Linked DNA regions of Sus scrofa: region 1 is linked to region 2. The links are chromatin contacts, called in public HiChIP or PLAC-seq maps. All regions are on one chromosome and are shown on one strand. Each heading gives the region's core, a stretch centred on a gene start, on an enhancer-like site or on the middle of the called end of the contact. The rest is flanking DNA. Distances are from core to core; before and after follow the strand shown.

The links. HiChIP or PLAC-seq counts read pairs in DNA pulled down with a chosen protein or histone mark.
Region 1: a contact with region 2 is called in an H3K27ac HiChIP or PLAC-seq map of alveolar macrophages. The contact joins the promoter of FOXJ3 here to the promoter of PPIH in region 2. A contact is called at or near these places in 1 of 47 Hi-C or Micro-C datasets (embryonic fibroblasts) and 2 of 2 datasets of contacts at active chromatin or transcription factors (alveolar macrophages and skeletal muscle).

What each region holds. Positions count from the first base shown.
Region 1 is chr6:168,993,069-168,997,916 of Sscrofa11.1, reverse strand. FOXJ3 (forkhead box protein J3) reads right to left here and starts at 3,485. Exons shown (of 13, transcript XM_021096929.1): 1 at 3,279-3,485.
Region 2 is chr6:168,757,481-168,762,008 of Sscrofa11.1, reverse strand. It overlaps PPIH (peptidyl-prolyl cis-trans isomerase H), which reads left to right and starts at 1,659. Exons shown (of 10, transcript XM_003128098.4): 1 at 1,659-1,810; 2 at 2,133-2,197; 3 at 2,781-2,804; 4 at 3,075-3,119; 5 at 3,352-3,394. The coding sequence starts at 1,745.

The DNA.
Region 1 (4,848 bases), core at 2,236-4,735, 230 kb before region 2:
CAGGCTAGGGGTCGAATCAGAGCTACAGCCGCCGGCCTGAGCCACAGCCACAGCAACGTGGGATCTGAGCCTCGCCTACGATCTACACCACAGTTCACGGCAACGTTGGCTCCCTTCCTTAACCCACTGAGCGAGACCAGAGATTGAACCTTCGTCCTCATGGTTCCTAGTCAGGTTCATTTCTGCTGTGCCACGACGGGCAACTCCACATTTTCTCTTTTGAATGGATCTATTTTTCTGTTTGGCTCAGATTAACACTAAAGAGCCAAACTAGCAAGGAGAAAAGGCTATCGGGAGTGGCAGAAGGCTTGCCTTTTATTGAAAAATAGATTGTATACAACCTAATGTTGACCATAACCCACCTTAGCTCATTTGCCTTCACAGTGACACTTCCCTAAATTCCTAAGCCTTATCAGCCATTCTCCCAGGATTCTAGACTTGAATCTTTCATGTTTAATTTGCTCTCTTTCCTTCGCCCATGTTTAATCATCACTGAGTTCAAATTAATTTTTACTCAAAGATACATCTTCTTATATATTCTATACACTCTTTCACAGGACAGTATAATTTAAGGATTAAATGCTCAAGCTCAAAGGCAAGACTGCCTGGGTTCAAATCCTGGTTCTGAGGGATTTGAGGCAAGTTACTTAACCTCTGTGTAACTCAGTTTCTTCACGGGAATGATAAGACCTCACTATGAAGATTTTTATACATGCGTTAAATACATGCAAAGAGGTTAGAATAATATGCCTGGCATATAGTGCTATAACTGCTATTATTTTATTTCGATAATTTTATCCCATCATCTTCTCATTCCTAACATCCCCCAAGAGCCTTCTAGTCAGCCTCCCCGCTTCCAGTCACTCAAGTGATACAAAACCTTCCTCAGGGAACAATGCGCATCTCCTTAGAACCCACTGCAGTACCCTGGTCCCCCAGCCCTGTCTCCCTGACAAGGTTCTCCAGCAAGGCCCACCCACCAAGCCCAGACGCACTTACACTGTTATTCACTAACACCGTTTCCCTCTGCCAGTCACGCCGCATGGTGTCTTCGGTACATGGCCACCTCTATGTCTTTGCAAGTACCCCCCCCCCCACTCTCCTGGAAAACATCCCTTCTCCTCTGAAAAGTTCAATTTCTCCAAATCTTATTTATACCTTAGGCTTTAGCTGCACCGTTATCCCAACCCCGAGCTCGATGCTTCTTGGAACTATGAATGATGCACGTTGTGCGTTGTTTCCCCAAAAGAAGCTGAAACTTTTGAAGAGACCACATGTTTTATCCCTTGGGTCTCTTCGTGCAGACTACTTTACACAAAGCACAGTATTTTGCAGAAGTGCACAATGAAGACTGACTTAATAAATATGTCTCAGGATGTATGGGAACAACATTCTCCACTTTCCACTGCCCCACCCATACTTAGCATAGTGAGGGCAGATAAAATCTGTGTTTAAATATTTCTATTTTACACTGAGGGAGAATATACTAACAACTGTACCAGATAAAAGAAAAAATATATGAATATACCCTAAGAGAATGCGCATATGAAAAACAAAGAAAAAGTGAAATGCTGGCCACTTTGAAATCTAAACTTCAAAATATTAAGATTTTCATTTCACCCAAACGAACAAACCAAAAAGAGCCAAAATAAATACATCCCAACCCCACCCAAAAAATACCTAATAAAAGCATGAGAACATCCCCAGTATCTTCAGCAGCACCAAACCAAGACCGAGATTCACCTTAACTCCAAGAAAACAAAAAGAAAACAGAAATCTAAAAGACAAAAAACCTCAATCATCTCCAGCTGCCACCCAGACAGAAAAACGGGGAGGAGTTACTGCTTTTCTATAAATATTTGCTAAGGTCTAGGAAGAATAACAGGCTTCTCTCACTGCTCCTGTGGCCGGTTCCCTGTGAAGGGAGCAATCTATGGTCACCAAAGAGCAAAACACAGGAAGATGGACACCCTCACCTGGAAAAGACATTTAGGAAGTAAACTACTCAAAGCACGTTCCAAAGACCAAAAAGTGCGATCCTACTCAACAGAAAGAGTGAGAACGTGCAATAAACGAGCTCCCACGAAATAAGTGACTCTGGGAAACTATTTAGCGCTGCCGTGCAAGTAAAACGCTATGCATGTAACACATCTATGACACGCAGTTTGTTTCGCCGGCAAACTCAACAGGAGAAAATAAAGTAAATGTCAAGAGAAGACACTAAAGATGCCCACCAACCTCTACCCCCGCCCCCCAGCCAGCCCAACTCAGCGCACAGAGGAATCCAACTAGGAACAACAGAGACGTGGACTGCGCCACACAGAAAAGAAAAACCTTCGCCAACCTCACACACACAGTAGAATAGAGAAGTGAAAACTATACACCTCAGTGCATCAGCAGCTAGAGCTTGCTATTCGGTCTGCAGGAAAAAGACCAGGAGCAGCGAGAGGAGAAAAGACGTCCATGAAACCAAGACCCTACCAGCCCCCGTTTCAGAGGACAAGTCTTGCTGGTTCCAGCCGACCAAGAGTCCGCCGCAGCAAAGCACCCTGACCCTAGCACCTTCCACGCCGCGCCAAGGAACTCGCAGAGGAAAAACCACCCCACTTTCACCTCCCTCCTCGCCAGCTGCAAAAATGGAGGGGGGAGGGGGAGACACCCTACCACGTGGGCAGGATGCAACACACACAGGACAGCAACACGTCCGCACGGAACGGCTGCCTCTGCCCCAGTGCCGGCAAAGGACACGGCGACAGGATGGGTGGGAACGCAGGCCCCCCGCACGGGCCTCCTCACCCCGAAGGGCACCCCAGACACGCAAGGTGCTGGCCGCCTCGCCGCCCGAGAGCCACCCCGAAGCCTGAAGGAAAGAAGCTGCATCGCGCCGGGGGCAGCGACCAGCTCAGGCCACGGGCAGGTCACGGAGAGAAGCCGGCCACTGCCCGCGGGCGCGACGCCCCGGGAGCCCCGTCTGGCGCCCCCGGGCCCCGCCTGGGGGAGGGGCGGGAGGCGCGGCGCGGCCGCCGCTCGGCTGAGGGGCAGCAGCAGCTGAGAAGCGCCGCGGGGGAGGGAGGCACCCAGCCCTCGCCGCCCGCCAGGCCTCGGCCCGGGCCCGGGCCCCCCGCCCCGCCCGCCGCCCGCCCCGCGGCGCGGCCGCTGCTCGGAGAAGCCGGAGGGCGTCCCGCGGAGGGCAGCCCCTGCCTCCGTCCCGGGAGATGCCCCGGCCCCGCCTCCTCACCCGCCGCCCCGGCCCGGCCGCCCCGACGACCGGCGCTCACCTCAGGCTGCGCAGGCCGGGACGGCCCGGCCGAGCCCCCGGCCGCTGCGTGCGTCTCCCACGCCCGGGGAAGGTCCCAGCGGCCCCTGGAGCGAGCGGCCGAGGCCCGGAGCAGCGCCGAGAGCGGCGGCGGCGGCAGCGGGAGCAGCCAACATCCGGGGCCGCGCACCCGGAACTACTTCCCGACCCGCTCCCCCTCCCGCCCCCGCCGCCGCCCCCGCCTCCCGCGACGTCGCTGCGCCACCGGCGCGGCGTCGACGGCGTCACGGCCCTTCACGGTCAAGGCTACGGCGGCGCGCGCGGGATCCCTCCGCTGGGACAAGTAGTGCCCAGCGCGGTTGGGGCCCCGCCTCCGCGCAGCCCGTGTCATCCGGCGGCCGGCAGCTCCGGGTGGCTTGAGCTGTGCGCCCCAGCGTGGCGACCCGGGAGTGAGGGCGGCGGGGGCAGCTCCGAAGTGGAGGACGGCAGGGACCTCCGCCTCGGACCCTGTCCACGGAGTCCTGGGGCCCCGGGCCCGGAAGGACGGCGCCTTGACCTCCCCGCAAAGCCCCTCTACCGCGCCGTAGCGACAGGCCCCTTCGCCTCGCCGAGAGCCCGGCCCCCTAGTCCAGCTCGGCGCCCAGCGGACTCTGCGCGCCCCCACAGAGGCATCTTAGACCTTCAGGCCACCTCTCCTTCTAGAACGTCCCAAGTCCCGGTTCTAGACCCATCTCTGCCGAGGCCTCTCCCGTGCCTAGGCTTGGTTTCCTTCTCCTTAAAACAAGGCAGTTGGAACTCCAAAGGCCTTTCTGATTCTCAGGCAGCTGCCCAGGTTATGGTCCTTGCTATCAAAAGGTGGCGTCTTTAGCAGGGTAGTTGGGCGGCTTGTGAACTTTGGAATTTATTTCTACGTCCATCTTTACTAATTCTTTCTCTAAAGTATCAGCACTGCAAATCTGCCCTGTAATTTCACATTTAGTTACATTCAGAGCACCAAGCATGCTTTTGAACTCACAGTAGGTGCTCAATACTTGGAAACTCAGATAATCTGTTAGATGAATACTAGGTTGATTGAATGAGATGGAAAAGGGAGGCCCGACTGAATTGACTCCGGGAAGGTCCTCTGACGTAGTCCCATAGGGATCAGATAAAGACCTCTGGGAAAGAGCCGAGTACCCAATTGCTTCAGCAAACATTGAACACCTGCCATTTGCCAAGCATTTGTAGGCACCGGGGGTTCAGAGCACTCCTATGTTCTCATGGTACGTAGGACTCCAGCAAGACTCTGAAATTAAGAGATTCATTCACTCATTCATCCAACAAAGGTTTGCCAATCACTACTGAGGTTGTCAGACACTATTTTAGTGTTTGGGTTGGATCGGTGAATAGAAGCGGGGCATTGGTGGGAGGGAATATCCTTCTTATTGGAGCTGCCATCTAAGTATGGAAAGAAAGATGATAAATGTCACAGGAAACTAATCTGGTATGATGGGAAGCGTTTAGTGCCTTCCGGGAAAAAAAAGACCAAGGTAAGAGGTATGAGGAAAACTGGAGGAGGGAGCAGAGGGGGCAGGACCTTTTTTTTTTTTTTA
Region 2 (4,528 bases), core at 410-2,909:
CTCGAGGAGGAACTCCGCTTCTCCCTGAATGACGTGTTTTCAGTGCTTTTGTGTCTGCATTCCCTCACTTCCCCGGTTAGTAACTGAATGTGCTCTTCTGAACTGAGGGAACCCCTGGGAGGCCGAAGCCTTTTTCTGCAAACAAGAAGTGAGGCCCACGGAAAGGCTCTTATACCCTGGAAGGTCCTGCTCACTTTCAGTCTCCCTCCCCTCCCCCCACTTTCATTTTATACTCTTCAGCCTTTTTTTTTTTTTAGTCTTTTTAGGGCCACATCTGTGACATATGGAGGTTCCCAGGCTAGGCGTCTAATAGGAGCTGTCGCTGCTGGCCTACACCACAGCCCACGACAACGCCAGATCCTTAACCCACTGAGCAGGGCCAGGGATCGAACCTGCGTCCACATGGATGGCTAGTCAGATTCGTTTCCGCTGAGCCATGACGGGAACTCCCTATGCTCCTCAATATTGAGGGAAACGGGTGGACAAGAAAGGGAATAAAGTTTTGGATGGGGATTTGGTTTCATTTTCACGGAGTTAAACAAGTGTGAAGGCAGCAGGTGGGGTGGGAAATGGATGATGAACAGCATAAAGAAATAACCAGGTAATGTATCTGAAAGTGCGACGGAGGGCTCCGCTGGATTGGGTGCAATGTTCCCTTCTGGGTGATAGCTGAGCTGAGACCCGATCTACACGGCCACTCCCCACCCCCAACAGGATGGAGAATTTTTTTTCTTTTAGGGGCTACACTATGGCATATGGAAGTTCCCAGGCCAGGAGTCCAATTGGAGCTTCAGCTGCTGGCCTACACCACAGCCACAGCCACGCCAGATCTGAGCTGTGTCTGTGATCTACAGGGTTGTCTGAACCTGCAACCTCATGGTTACTAGCGGGGTTCCTTTCCACCGAGCCACATTCAAACTCCAAGAAGAATATTAAAGACAGTAAACAGCTCGTACCAAGACCCTAAAGGTAATGCAGCTCTCTGACACCTCCAGGAACAGAAAGGCAAGGGTTCCAGGGAGGCGACAGCCAGAAAAAGTAACGTAGGTCCTGTACTTAAGGAATTGGCTTGTATTCTAAATACAGGGAAGCCAGGAGTGATTTGCAAGCAGATGTATTTTAAAACCTCTAGCTGCTCTGCAGTAAGTGATTTGGAGGTGAGCAAAGCAGAAGCTTGTGGCAGAACTGGAATTTAAACTCCAGGGTCCCCGCTTCAAGGAAGTGCTCAGTACTGACTGAAGGAGCCTGACAGGCCAGGCTGCTCTAAGTGCTGGGGAGGAGCAGCTTCTGCTTCCATGGGCTCCAGACCCGTGGGCAGGGGTAAGAAACCGCACGTACCAGGGTTCAGAGAGCTCTTGGCTGCGAAGGCTGAGAAGGACCCTCGAGGCTGCCAAGCCCCAGCCCGCTGGCCTGCGCGAGACTGCACTTAGTGTAGCCAAGGGAAAGGGAGGCCCGTTCACCTTGAGCGAAAAACGCCGCGGTACCCCTCGCGGCTCAGCATCCAAGCAAAGCCAAGGAGCTAGGAGCCAGCGGGCGCAGCGAGGGCCGACCACAGGCAGCCCGCGCCCCCGACGCAGAGCGGGGGTTGGCGCCGGAGGCGGGGCTTCCGGGGAGGGGCGTGGCTTCCGGGGCCGGGCCGGCCTCGGCCGCTCTCCCCGCGCCTGCGCCGCAGACGAACCCCGCCCCCCAGGGGCCAGCTTCGCCGGAACCTCGCGTTCCCGACTTCTGCTTCCGGGTCGGCGCCATGGCGGTGGCAAATTCAAGCCCTGTCAACCCCGTGGTGTTCTTCGATGTCAGCATCGGCGGCCAGGTGAGGTCCCGGCAGCCACCCAGGCCAGCGCCGAAGGGAAGGTGCCCTGCGTCTGGCCGTCAGCTCTCACGCCCTCGGGCCAGTGGGCCCAGGAAGCCGGAAAGTTAAATCGGACCAGAACCTGCCGGCCAGTGGGGCGGGGGTGGGGGGAGAAGGGAGGAGGAGGAGGCGTCTTACCCTCCGAGCGCCCGGCTTGCGGAGGGACTGAGCGGAACGGAGGGGTGGCCCGCGGAGGCGGAGGTGGACGAGACCCAGCGGCCTTGGGGAGGGAGGGTTCCACGGGCTTGGACTGGGCTTTCTGACCGTCTCCCGCCGGTTGCAGGAAGTTGGCCGCATGAAGATCGAGCTCTTTGCAGACGTGGTGCCTAAAACAGCCGAGAATTTTAGGTAAAGAGATGTTCCAGCTTTGCCGGGTTAATTAAACCAGAAGCTGAGCCCCAGTCTGCGGCATCGTCTGTCTGCCTCTGTCCGTCCACTCGCTGTTCTTGAGATGTGATTCCTCTGGGCATCGCTCTGAGTAGTCTGGACTGTTCCCATGTCCATTTATGTTGGGTTTGTTTGTTTGTTTGTTTTTGTCTTTTTGCTATTTCTTGGGCCGCTTCTGCAGCATATGGAGGTTCCCAGGCTAGGGGTCCAATCGGAGCTGCAGCCACCAGCCTACGCCAGAGCCACAGCAACGCGGGATCCGAGCCGCGTCTGCAACCTACACCACAGCTCACGGCAACGCCGGATCCTTAACCCACTGAGCAAGGGCAGGGATCGAACCCGCAACCTCATGGTTCCTAGTCGGATTCGTTAACCACTGTGCCATGACGGGAACTCCCATTTATGTTGTTAATCTGTGTGTCTGGACTTCTGACTAATCGGTGGGTGGGTTTGCTGGCGCCACTGTCTGAGCCGCCCCTCCCTAGATTAGGGGCGCTCACGTCTGTGATGCCACGGTGACCTCGTCCACTCTTTTCCCTTACAGGCAGTTCTGCACTGGAGAATTCAGGTTAGTCTCAGACGTGGTTGACTTCTTTGCTCGCTCCTGAGAGGTATCCTGGGGCTGCAGCGAGGGTATTTGTGAACAACCAGCAGGCCTTGCATGATTGCTGGTAACAGTAATAGCAGATAATCCCCCATGGGTCTCTTCTCAGTTCATTTGCCCTCTTTATCTCTCTTCTCACCATCTTTAGGAGAGTCTTTGGCTCGAGTATGTGATAAACTTGTAAGGTTTATGGTGTACCTGTCATCATTCCAAGTCTCTGTATTTTGTTTGTAGAAAAGATGGGGTTCCAATAGGATACAAGGGGAGTACCTTCCACAGGTAAGGGCTTTGGCAAGACATCCTGGGGGGCTTTTAGAATTACTTCCTTGGGCGATTGGTCTCTTTAGAGGAAAACAAAACCATGGGGTAATTCTTAGATCTTGAAAAGGGATGTTTTTATGAACTCAACAGGTGAGTTGAAGACTTCCTTTAAAAAGTGATAAACACTGTATTTTGAAATCATTATTGGAAGTATCCGAATCTTCTCTCTGGATCTTTCGTTCTGTTTCAGGGTCATAAAGGATTTCATGATTCAGGGTGGAGATTTTGTTAATGTAAGTACTGTTCTTTCCTCTTGAGTCCTGCCGGGTGTGTTGCTTTGTTGTTATCGCACCTGCTTTAAGACAGGGACCCAGTCTCGCCGCTTGAGGGCCGTTGCCAAGTTTAATGGGGGAGGCGGTGGGGATGGGAGTGTCCTTTAGAGTTGACGATGGTTACCGGTCACTGCACCACTAGATGATAGCTAGTATATCAGCACCTTGACTGAGTCACTGACTTCCAAATCTCAGCCTTTTAGGGCTGGAAACGAACTTTCTCAGCATACCTATAGATGATCCATGACAGACCCAGGTCAACTGGTCACATGGAGTTTGGCTAGAAACCCGATGCCATTTGTTTTTTCTAAATGGCAGTAAGTCTCTTTCCAGTGAGCTAAATGCTTATGCCCCCGCTCTCCCATCCATTTCTGGTATCCTGGTGCCTAGCAAGCTGAGAGTTTTTTAAATCAGAAGTTCATTAGTGGGCAAAGAATCAGAAGAAGAGAGTTCCGGAAGGATGTTTTCTCTCTTCCCTGGGAGAGACAATGAAGTAGTCCTTCTCTGCTAAGGACTTGCGACTAGACTGGGTCTGCTTCGCGCATAAATGCCCTTTCTTCTTTACTAAACCTCCTTCTGTCCTTACCCCACCCACCTGCGTGCATGGCCTTTCTTTTTAGCAGCATTTGGTTGGTCGTGTTGCTCTTTTCTTGGATCTGGGAGACATCCTTTCTCCTTTGTGTGTGTATTTAGTTTGACTCAGAGTTTTTTAAGATCTCTCTTTTTCCTGTCCAGGCAAGGTAGGAGTGCACTAGGTCTGTGTTTCTCATGCAGCAGTAGTTGGTTAGAGTCAAGTAACTGCTCACTTTAGACAAGGTGTGTCATTATTTGCTTCCTTTAATCATGTCACCTGCCATTGTAGGCACTTAAGTTTGCAACCCCTGGCCACAACTGATTGTAGCAGGACAACTGATTGTAGCAGGACTTATGCTTGTAGCATATACTTTTTTGGTAGCCAGTAAGAAGGCCTTAGAAGCTGTTCTCTGCCTTCTTTCATTTCTTCCCACAGGCTCCTGTATTGCTATATTGTCTTAGCAGGGACAGGACCAACTTCTAACCAGTCACTGCCAGGCACATCCAATCGCTTGCTAGGTA